Linked DNA regions of Salmo salar: region 1 is linked to region 2. Evidence: chromatin contacts called from public Hi-C data. All regions are on one chromosome and are shown on one strand. The core of a region is the stretch at or near the end of the contact, and the rest is flanking DNA. Distances in the headings are between cores, read along the strand shown.

Region 1 (5,513 bases), core at 2,097-4,596, 64 kb before region 2:
GAAAAGTAGTGATCTGAACAGAGGATGTCAGATTGTGGTCATTGGGGTTGGTTGACTGATCTGGTGGAAGGAGCTAATGGAGCAGACATGTTGAGTAGTGTGCTTCTATATTTCTCTTGGGAAGGAACTATGGTGTATTTAGTGCTAATGTACTTTCTCTATGTCTCACAGTATGTGGGAGAATCTCAAATGCATACGTCTCGCGTCCTCTCTCCTCGTCTCCTCAAAACCCATTTGGTGAGAAAGCCAGAGGTCCCTCCCTTCTGACCTTTTCCTCCAATGGGTTTTGAGAAGGAGGCGAGAAGAGAGGACACGAAGAGCATGCAATTGACATTCTCCTCTCTCACCCCCCCGCCCCCTCAGCCTGTGATCATCTCTTTGTCACAGACAAGAGCTGAGGACTCTTCTACCCTCCTGACCCTTGCCCTGCCCTCTCCTGCCCTTCCCTGCCAGCATGAGGAGTGATGAGATGACCAGAGAAAAACCAGACTAAACACACCTAGCCTTAGAGTGACACTGACCTCAGTCTCTTTCCGTTCAACAGAACCACGCACACACACCCCAGGCCCAGCCTTGTCTCCTACTCCTATCCCATGTCTAACCCTAGCACCAACTGTATCTCCAACCCCCTTTCAACACCTGACTCTCTGACCCTAACCATAGAACCAGCTGTATCTCCTTAACCGCTGAGAGTGTTAATAATCCCAGGAGAAGACTGCTGGGTGAGCCAGGAAGATGGAGGTGTGGAGATGAACTCGTTGTTATAAGGTGCTCAGTGCAGTTGAGAAGTATTTGATACTGACAGGATATGACAGTGCTGTAGAACTATACATGCTGTACTGTAATTAGAACTTTCCCATGTGGTCTGGGAGTTATAGGCAGGACATTACTGTGGAAAAACATAATCAGCTGGACAGATTTCCTGAATCTCTACTATTATGAAGAAATCCAACAGGAGTGGCAAACGCTTCTTGAACTGCACTGCTGGTTAAGGGCTTGTAAGTAAGCATTTTACGGTAAAGTCTACACTTGTTGTTTTCGGCGCATGTGACAAATAAAGTTTGATTTGATTTGAAATGTATTTCTCCCTGGACATTCCCATCCTGACAGTATGCAGACACCATTATACACAAGCATGTTCATGTACGTATGCACGCACACACCCTGACCCTGACCTTACCCAAATCCCTCTCTGGGGAGGCCTGCAGTCTGAAATAGTCCATTCAATTCTGATGGAGGGTGCAAGGGATGGGATTCTTCCATGGGAGGCTTACTTGGCATTCTTGTGGTCAGCATGTGTTGTATTCACATGCAATGCTACTATACTTCATTTTATCTCAGATGTTTTTTCTCCATTCTCTCCCTTGGTCCAGCAGCATTAACCCTGTAACTAATAACTCTCCACCCAGCAGGGAACAGGTGGGGGAGTTTCCTGTGGGAGGAGGTCGAGACGTTTGGTTATCTAGGAGTCTAGCGGACGTTTGGCCTGGAATGGTTGTGAAAGGGTGGGGCGGGTGTGGAGGCAGTGGCCAGCTGTCCAGGGGGGCTGGGTGGTAATACAGCCCACGGACCCATCGCCAAACTTGGCAGAGACCAGGCAGCAAGGTTAGCCCGTCATCCAGTTCTCCCTGGCAGACAGGACTGAGCCATACCCAGGGCAGAGAGACCTGGCCAGTGAACCGCATGCAGGGCTCAGCCCATTCCAGTGGTTAAATGGTCTGGTCTGTACCGGATCTCATTATCGAACGAGCCACAGAATAATGTGCTTCTCAGAGCGCACAACTTTAATGGCCTGCCTTTAATAAATCATTGGGGGTGATCATTCTTCCATTAGACTCAGTCACACATGAAATGAATACAGACGATTATACGCACACTATACACAGATTATAACGGCTTAGGTTTAGAAAACCTCTTGACTTGCCATATTATCGATAGTGACCTTTGCGTGACCATTTCAGCCTTGATGTAGAGCCAGATAACTCATGCCAGAATCAGTGCTGGAAATAAAGAGCAAACATATGTGAATTTAGAGTGGATATATCTACTTAAAGAGTCTAAAACTGGTCCACAAAGACTCCATAACCATGTAACCTCCCAACCTCTCCACCAACCTAGCCGGTCGCTCACTCTTTTATACTCCATCATCCATCTATTTCTACCCCTCTCTTTCTTCAGCTCTCTACCTTCTGTTTGTCTCCCACTCTCTCTCTTTCAGGCTCCCTTACTCTAAACCTCTTTATTTTCCCTTCTCTGTCAGTCCCCTACATGTTCTCTTCTTCTCCATCTATTTATTATAAGATGTGGTGGAGCCTGAGCCGGATGTGAGAGATTCTGTCTCGTCAGCGTTTATTGACTTATGTTGACATGATGTTCATCATTGTGCTGTTTTACTGGTAAGGGAAGAGGTTCAACGCTCACTCACACAGACTGCTGAATCATCATCAGCATGTCCAATTGTCAGCATGCCACAAAATGTGACATATTTCCATCTAAGGTCATTAGAATAATCACATATGTTGCTCGCTCCGTCACGCTCGTCCCCCCGCTGCTACGTCCCAGTTGTTTTATCCAAACCATTACAGCTCACATGCTAAAAGCCCATTACTAGGGCATAACGCAGCCAACCCTGATGCCAACCCCCTCCCCCAAACACACACACCTAAAACACACACACACGCACACACAATGCTATTACTATTGTCATCAGCAGCAGTAGCAGTAGCATCGACAGTAGCATCGGCAGTAGCAGTGCTGCTTTGTAAGCTTTCAATGACATGCAGAGTTTTTGGTGTATTTGTGATCTCCAGGAAAAGGTCCATTGATTGTTTACCTCTGTTCCCCTTCGCAGTGCTGATGTGACCCACTTCTGACTAAGCTGTAATGTGAATGTTTTCCAGGTCGAACGGGGAAAGCTGCTTTTACGCTTGTGGTTGACAGAGAAAAATGTAAAAAATGTGCTGAATGAAAAAAGAGCAAACTATCTAAACTGATTGATACAATTTTGGTGGGAGAAAACAACAAGGCAGAAGGATGAGGGAAAATATTGAGGGAGTAGAGAAGAAGTGTCCTGCTGTGTGCACTAAAATATATATTGGTTTTCTGATTACTCACCCTACCAGACATGTTAGAGGATACTTTGAAGGACACATACAACAGGGACTCTATCAAAGATTTACTAATTGTCAGACTTAAAAAAAGACTTCCTTCTGGCTGGTGATGCCATGACTGCCCATCAATCTATCAGGGATAAAATCTGTACGTTTAATTTAGCCCCGGTGGGCAAGGCGGTTGGCATTCTGGGCAGAGCAAAGCCCATTCTTAAATATCATCAGTCAATGTGACATGTGATATATTCACTTTATACGGGAGCTGTTTTTAGCCGCACTGAATGTCATTGGGTTTGTGACTGATACCAAAGCAACTGGAGCTTTGAATACACTACAGTTAAAAGCCCCCTACTTACCTCTTTAAGCACACACATACAGGGTGAAAAACATTCAGACAATGTACAATAACACTGTCACGTCCTGACCAGTGAAAGAGGTTGTTTGTTATTGTAGTTTGGTCAGGGCGTGGCAGGAGGTGTTTGTTTAGAGGGTTTCGGGGTTTGTTGGGCTATGTTCTTATTTAAGAGGGGTGTTTGTTTAGAATGTTTCGGGGTTTGTTGGGCTATGTTCTTGTTAGTCTATTTCTATGTTAGTTCTAGTATGTCTATTTCTATGTGGTGTTTATTGGGTGGACCTTCAATTGGAAGCAGCTGCTCCTCGTTGCTTCTAGTTGAAGGTCCTATTTAAGAGGGGTGTTTTTTCTATGGGATTTGTGGGTAGTTGTTTCCTGTTTTGTGTTCGTGCACCTGACGGGACTGTTTAGTGTCGTTTGTTGTTTTTGGATACGTGTTTCTTTTGTTTTCCTTCTTTAATAAAATAAGAAGATGAGTTTACACGTTCCCGCTACGTTTTGGTCTAATCCCTACGACACCCGTGACACACACAAAACACTGAAATACTGAACACACAACATCCAAGTCATCCACCCCAGTAGTAGACTCTTAGTGGTCATGATACAGTTGAAGTCGGAAGTTCACATACACCTTAGCCAAATACATTTAAACTCAGTTTTTCACAATTCCTGACATTTAATCCTAGTAAAAAGTCCCTGTTTTAGGTCAGTTAGGATCACCACTTTGTTTTAAGAATGTGATATGTCAGAATAATAGTAGAGAGCGTGATTTATTTCAGCTTTTATTTCTTTCATCACATTCCCAGTGGGTCAGAAGTTTATATACACTCAATTAGTATTTGGTAGCATTGCCTTTAAATGGTTTAACTTGGGTCAAACTTTTTGGGTAGTCTTCCACAAGCTTCTCACAATAAGTTGGGTAAATTCTGGCCCATTCCTCCTGACAGAGCTGGTGTAACTGAGTCAGGTTTGTAGGCCTCCTTACGCGCACACGCTTTTTCAGTTCTGCCCACAAATTTTCTATGAGATTGAAGTCAGGGCTTTGTGAAGGCCACTCCAATACTTTGACTTTGTTGTCCTTAAGCCATTTTACCACAACTTTGGAAGTGTGCTTGGGGTCATTGTTCATTTGGAAGACCCATTTGCGACCAAGCTTTAACTTCCTGACTGATGTCTTGAGATGTTGCTTCAATATATCCACATAATTTCCCTGCCTCATGATGCCATCTATTTTGTGAAGTGCACCAGTCCCTCCTGCAGCAAAGCACCCCCACAGAATGATGCTTCCACCCCCGTGTTTTATGGTTGGGATGGTGTTCTTCGGCTTGCAAGCCTCCCCCTTTTCCTCCAAACATAACGATGGTCATTATGGCCAAATAGTTCTATTTTGTTTCATCAGACCAGAGGACATTTCTCCAAAAAGTATGATCTTTGTCCCCATGTGCAGTTCAAACCGTAGTCTGGCTTTTTTTATGATGGTTTTGGAGCAGTGGCTTCTTCCTTGCTGAGCGGCCTTTCAGGTTATGTCGATAAAGGACTTGTTTTACTGTGGATATAGATACTTTTGTACCTGTTTCCTCCAGCATCTTCACAAGGTCCTTTGCTGTTGTTCTGGGATTGATTTGCACTTTTCGCACTAAAGTACGTTAATCTCAAGGAGACAGAACGCGTCTCCTTCCTGAGCGGTATGACGGCTGTATGGTCTCATGGTGTTTATAATAGCGTACTAATGTTTGTACAGATGAATGTGGTACCTTCAGGCATTTGGAAATTGCTCCAAGGATGAACCAGACTTGAGGAGGTCTACAATTGTTTTTCTGAGGTCTTGGCTGATTTCTATTGATGTTTCCATGATGTCAAGCGAAGAGGTACTGAGTTTGAAGGTAGGCCTTGAAATACATCCACAGGTACACCTCCAATTGACTCAAATGATGTCAATTAGCCTATCAGAAGCTTCTAAAGCCATGACATAATTTTCTGGAATTTTCCAAGCTGTTTAAAGGCACAGTCAACTTAGTGTATGTAAACTTCTGACCCACTGGAATTGTGAT
Region 2 (5,421 bases), core at 2,813-5,312:
TCACATGCAGTACAGCTGAGCAAGCCGTCGAGTTCACGCTTTCTTTCTCTCCCTCTCTCTCTATCATTTATCGCTCTCAAACACTCCCACTCCATGTCTGTTCATCAGAGTGTAGGAGTCCGGCCTCTTCTGATAGGTCAAGCTGTAGGCGCAGGGAGGGAGCTGATGACCATAGTCAGTGAGAAAGAAGTTCAGTAAAAGGAGGGAATCCATTCAAGACAGATCTCAGCTGAGCTCATATGCATATTATTCCTGCATGCCGATGAATCACTTTGTATTGAATTGAATGGCGAGAGAATATCAGCTATAGGCTAAGTGTAACAGTTCAGCGAAGACACACACAAAGCTTGAAATTCTCAGGTGAACACCAACCCACACCTTGAGGACAGACGTTGGCAGAAAGGCATTGACTAACGGGCTGTCTGTTCTTGTCAGTCTCTACCCCGCCCCAGAATGTTTTTTTTTCTTCAAACAATCCCTCAGTCAACAGGTCTCCCTGACTACAATTAAAGACCCCATTACCAACGAAACACTACAATGCTAATACTCAGCCAGGATGTGGCATGTTGGGACAAGAAAGGCCCCCCTGGTCTTTTTGTCTGGTAAACAATGGCTGCCAGGTCAGCAGTAACAACCTGTGTATGAGCCTCATTCCTCATCGTAATCCTTCAGTCGAGTCAGTCACAAATCTGCCTCACTCAGAGTGCACTCAACCAAAACTCAGGTAAGAATGCAGTGGCACGCATTGGCCCGACCCGTCCCTGATGTGATCAGTATTGACTAATTGACTCATGACAATATTGGATTTTCCTCAGCAGTGTTTCAGTCTAAGAGTCTGTACTATATTCATTAGTGGATGATTTATTATGTGAATGTTTTATACACCTTTATGGGGTTTTCTTACATTTACATTGTCTCTCCTAAATATGCCATAATATAGTATTATAATGATATTATTACATTATAATATTGGTAATATACCTTGTTGTAACAGTGTGTCTCCTTTTCTCACATCAGCTGTATGTCCTACTGAGAGCCAGGCCAACAATGAGAGGCTGTGGACCACTGTGGCCTCACCACACACAGCCTAACACCCCAGAGACTTACCCAGTCCCACACTGCACCACCACAACACGGCCACACTGGTCTGGTGGCAGCCACATCATTTCATGTGAGAACGCCATCGGCATGGTTACTAGGGCTCTGAGAGTCTAGTGTCACATAAAATCACATTTTTTAAAATGAGATGTATTTGGCAGTGGTAAGTCCATTGTGAAAGTTGGGACAATAAAAAGTAGACCTCATCTGGCCTGTCTGGAAAAAAAGAAAAACAGCGTTTCCCATCCATGATGATGCAGGAGAACAACTCCTGATCTCTCACAGCACCGGAACCTTCCAGCGAGCACAAAGGTGCTACGGTATATCTGTTAAATCTGCCACAGGCCCCACAGGTGGGAGAAATGTGTATACACGTGTGCTGGCAAAGGATCCAGGCAGATTGTGGTAGTTCAGACTGACTCGACCTCAGGTGGGTGCGTTTTAATACTATGACTTCAAAGTGGCTTAACATTTTTTGGAGTCACAACGCAACAACCGACCTCAACTGCAGTGGCCCGCGAGAGAGAAGGAAACAACGTGTGCATAACTGAGCCCTTCATTAAGCCTTGACCTGACGGGAGAGGCTAAGCACTAAAGTCAACACAGCATGGTTAAGTGGGTGCAGCTGGGACAAAGTCCACAAAAACACAGACCTATACAATAACAAAGGAGAAAGGGTATTACAAACATTCAATACTGCTCCGCTGGATTGAAACTGGCCCTCCACATTCAGTTGGTGTGTTGTAAAGGAAAACTAGAGGGGTATATTCTTCTCTACACAACTGTTGGTACATTTTATTCCCTCTGGCACACGTTTGTTGCTAAGCTCTCCGCCCCAAAACATTAGCCTACATCTGGGCTCCCTCTCACCTATCTGGAGCAAGTTGGGAATCAGCACTGCCCGCTGCTGAAGACAGAAAGAGTGACGGTCTGGAAATGAACCGTGAAAGCATTTGCCTATTCCCCCCCAACATTTAATCATTCAGTTGGTTCATACTGTATGTCCAAAGCATGGGGAAACTAGCGAGATGAGCATGGCTCAGTCAGTGATGCCGATATCTTTTCAGGTACTGTTGTAGTATTTCAAGAAAGCAAAACAACCCTACCTGTGGGAAGGTAAAGTGGGGTGGAACAATACTATGGATATGTGCATACAGAATGTGGTTATAACAGTAGGATTACTTAACCTGACCCAGAGATCCTCTAAGAACAGCAGCTTTCCACATATGGTGCTGCCTGCAAGAGTGTGTCAGTGTGTCAGTGAATGAGCTAGATTTGTGTAGTTTGGCTAGCAGCATAGCCTTTTTGGGGAGAGGTTCCAGCCCAGGAGGACCCTGTTGGCGGCGCACAAGGGATAGTCCTGTTAATATTGGAACAGCTAGTCATGAGCAGGATATGCAGCTTGGTGTGCTGGATTGAGTTCCTCAGACAGAATGAGCTGGGTCATTAAGTTCAAAATGTGTGTGTAAAAGTGCCCAATTTGCACACAAGAATGCCTTGTGAATAAGCAACATTTATAATAGTGATCTGACTTTTTTTTTGTTTCAAGACTGGAACAAACTTGACCAAACAAATATTTTGATTTTCTTGCAGGAAATAACACATAATTGTTATTTTGGACCAATTGTTATTTTGAGCGCAAGGTTGTCAAGGTTATGCTCGACCATCTCTATTCAAATAGCAATGTCATCAAAAGTTAACTGGGATTTGGTGAGAGCTTTTTTGTTAATCATTTGTATGTGTTTTGCAGCATATTATGATACATTAAAACTAGTTTTTGTATAAACACTACAGCATTGTTGTAACACAGGGAACTTTCTGAACATTGACAGTTTCGGGGAAGATGATCCAATTACCTCTGCATTAAACGCTTCATCCTCTCCTCCGTGTGTCCCGAGACAGGTGACCCAAAGCACGAGGAGAGAGGGAACTAAAGTCCGTCTCCAGAGTAACCAAATCCACTTTTCCCATGAGGATGCCATAGCCTACTCTTGGCTTGCCTAAACCCCGGACAAGGAAATTGATACCTTGTCCAAGTGTCCACTGTGTCACTGGGTACAAAAACGCGCTTCAAGTTGTTAAGAATAGTTTATGTTAGTCACCTTCCAAGGAGTCCCTCTGAAATACTGTACATTTTAAGAGGAACAAATATTACATATGCTATGGCGAGGTCACCAATAAAGACAGTGACATTCATCAACTCCGCCAGTATCGCTTCCAGAAAACAAGGTTCACTCGAGTTGCCAGAGGTGTTCGAAAGGATGTCCTTTTGATTGCCACACTACAAGTCTTCTTAACAGTTCTGTTTGAATAGACCACAATCCCAGGAGGGGGATCAGAGAAGTATTGCACTGTTGCCAGGATTTATAAAAAGCTTGGGTAGCCTATTATTGCTTGCGGGCGTGTCCCAATTTTACTCACAATTCCATATCAGGACGTGCGGATAGAAAATAATGTCCTAACAACCCGCTTTATGGTAAGTGACATGTTGGTGTCACTGCACAGAAGCCAGCTCACAAAGCACGCATAGTGACTTTAATCTTAATATGTCAGTCATTTACTGAACTGCCGTGTATAACACGCGTAATGTTGACAGAATAAACGAATTAATCTTGCAAATGTGCAGATGAGCCCAGAGCAACGGAAGACGGTTGAAGGTTAAATATCGGGTCCAAGTTTGCTGACAATTATTTAAGGAACCTGACAAAGAAGTTGAAGTCGGCTGCAGATGTCCAACACTCGTGCAAATCTAGCGCTGAATTGCGGCGACTCTTGTGAAGATTTAATATGATGGTTCTCTGCCCGTTAAAATCCAAATTTTTCTTCCAGTTTTCCTGGACTCTGTCCACCACCAGGGTGGATTTAAGTTCGATTTATGGAGCGGGGCAGCTCGAAGCTGGACTGGCTGCTTCACCAGTGACTCTGTACCTTGTGCGTCGCGGTCAAAGTCGTTCCTCCAGCTATCGGATGTAGCCCCCCACCCCGTTAGCGGATGTAGCCCCCCACCCCCTTGGACACTATTGAGCTCGTATATGCTACGGATTAGTATTTTGATGGCATTTACGTTTTTAGAGGTTTCACAAAACGTTTTATATATATATATATATTGTTATTGGCTGAATTCATTCATCTTCATAGTTGGAAATAACAAATAGCCTAGCCCCAAAAATGATTATACTGTAGGCCTACTGCCTGGTAGCTCTAAAACTTCAATTCACCTCCCTAGGCTAATTGACCATTGGCAGAAGTGTCATGGTGAACGAGATAACGCCTTAGTAGGCCTACTTTATGATTTTTTTTGGTCCCTCTATTATTAAATATACTATTCATAGTCTAGACCAAAATTGAATGCCTCAGGAAGGGACTAGCAGCAGCCAGGCAGAGCACTCATGGTTGTCAACAACAAGCCAGTTGCAGAGGAAATGTGTGCCAACAGCTGGACAGAGACAGGTATGTGTATAGCAGGCCTCTTAATAGTTCTGTCACATTCAGCCAACTCCTTTGACTAACCTAAGTCCTGTCCTGACTCCTGCCTAATGGCAGCTGGGGACAGACATGTCTGTAGGGTCAATGGAGCAGTCCTCTCCAACGAAAGTGGATTCATACCTCAGTAAGCAGCCCAATACCTCCTCTCCACGAGTAAGGCTGCTTTCCAACAAAGGAGGCACATTCTGGTTATATCCTCAGATTAGCTTTAAAACGGTACATTTTTCTCTTTACCCCATGGCAAAACGTGTTGAATTGTAGGAAGATAGCCGACGGACCTCCTATAATAGTGCTAAACCAGCAGCTTGAACAAACAACCTTTGTTTAAGTTTGTTTGGCATTTAAGTTTGTCATAGACCACATGACAGTGATGAAAGAATGTCAATGCGCAGGTAAGTGTACAGCAAGGGTATAAGTTGAAACAACACAGTCAAACTGTGTAACACAGTATCTGTCATATACTGTATCTACTTCCTCTGTGATTCTATTTGCTCACACATCACTTCCTTAGAATGCATAAAAACTCTCTTCTTCCCCTGCACTTCTTTGAGTGCTGTCGTTAGGACCCATGTTCTGTTCTAATAATATTTCAAGACTTTTACCCTGAACCCTGACTTCCCAGGTTGATAGATACGTTCTACTTTGACTTTGAGACACATGGTTATTACTACACCCAAAGATGTATTGCTACAATAATCATAATTGCATTAATTTGATTCAATTTTAGTATTTACAACCAGTTTTCAGTGGTGACAGGTAAGTGGGAAGATGGGTTATTTACAAAATTATAGCAGCATTTCCTCTTACTGTGCTTTAGGGCCATTTACTGTAAGTTCA

Evidence for each region. A called contact is a pair of places that touch in the nucleus more often than the background predicts.
Region 1: a contact with region 2 is called in a Hi-C map of muscle, with 20 times the contacts expected there. The contact joins the enhancer-like site here to the promoter of LOC106562051 in region 2. A contact is called at or near these places in 2 of 3 Hi-C or Micro-C datasets (gill and muscle).

Annotation. Positions count from the first base shown.
Region 1 is chrssa11:14,605,739-14,611,251 of Ssal_v3.1, reverse strand. No RefSeq gene overlaps it. Among protein-coding and RNA genes, the nearest start is that of LOC106562054, 12 kb to the left of the region's middle. Within about 2 kb of position 3,346, at least 1 of the 13 cell types and tissues checked has an H3K27ac peak or open chromatin away from gene starts, as enhancers often do. A contact at or near this core is called in muscle, where this site is marked.
Region 2 is chrssa11:14,542,866-14,548,286 of Ssal_v3.1, reverse strand. LOC106562051 (matrix metalloproteinase-15) reads right to left here and starts at 4,062. Exons shown (of 10, transcript XM_014126591.2): 1 at 2,955-4,062. The coding sequence starts at 3,080.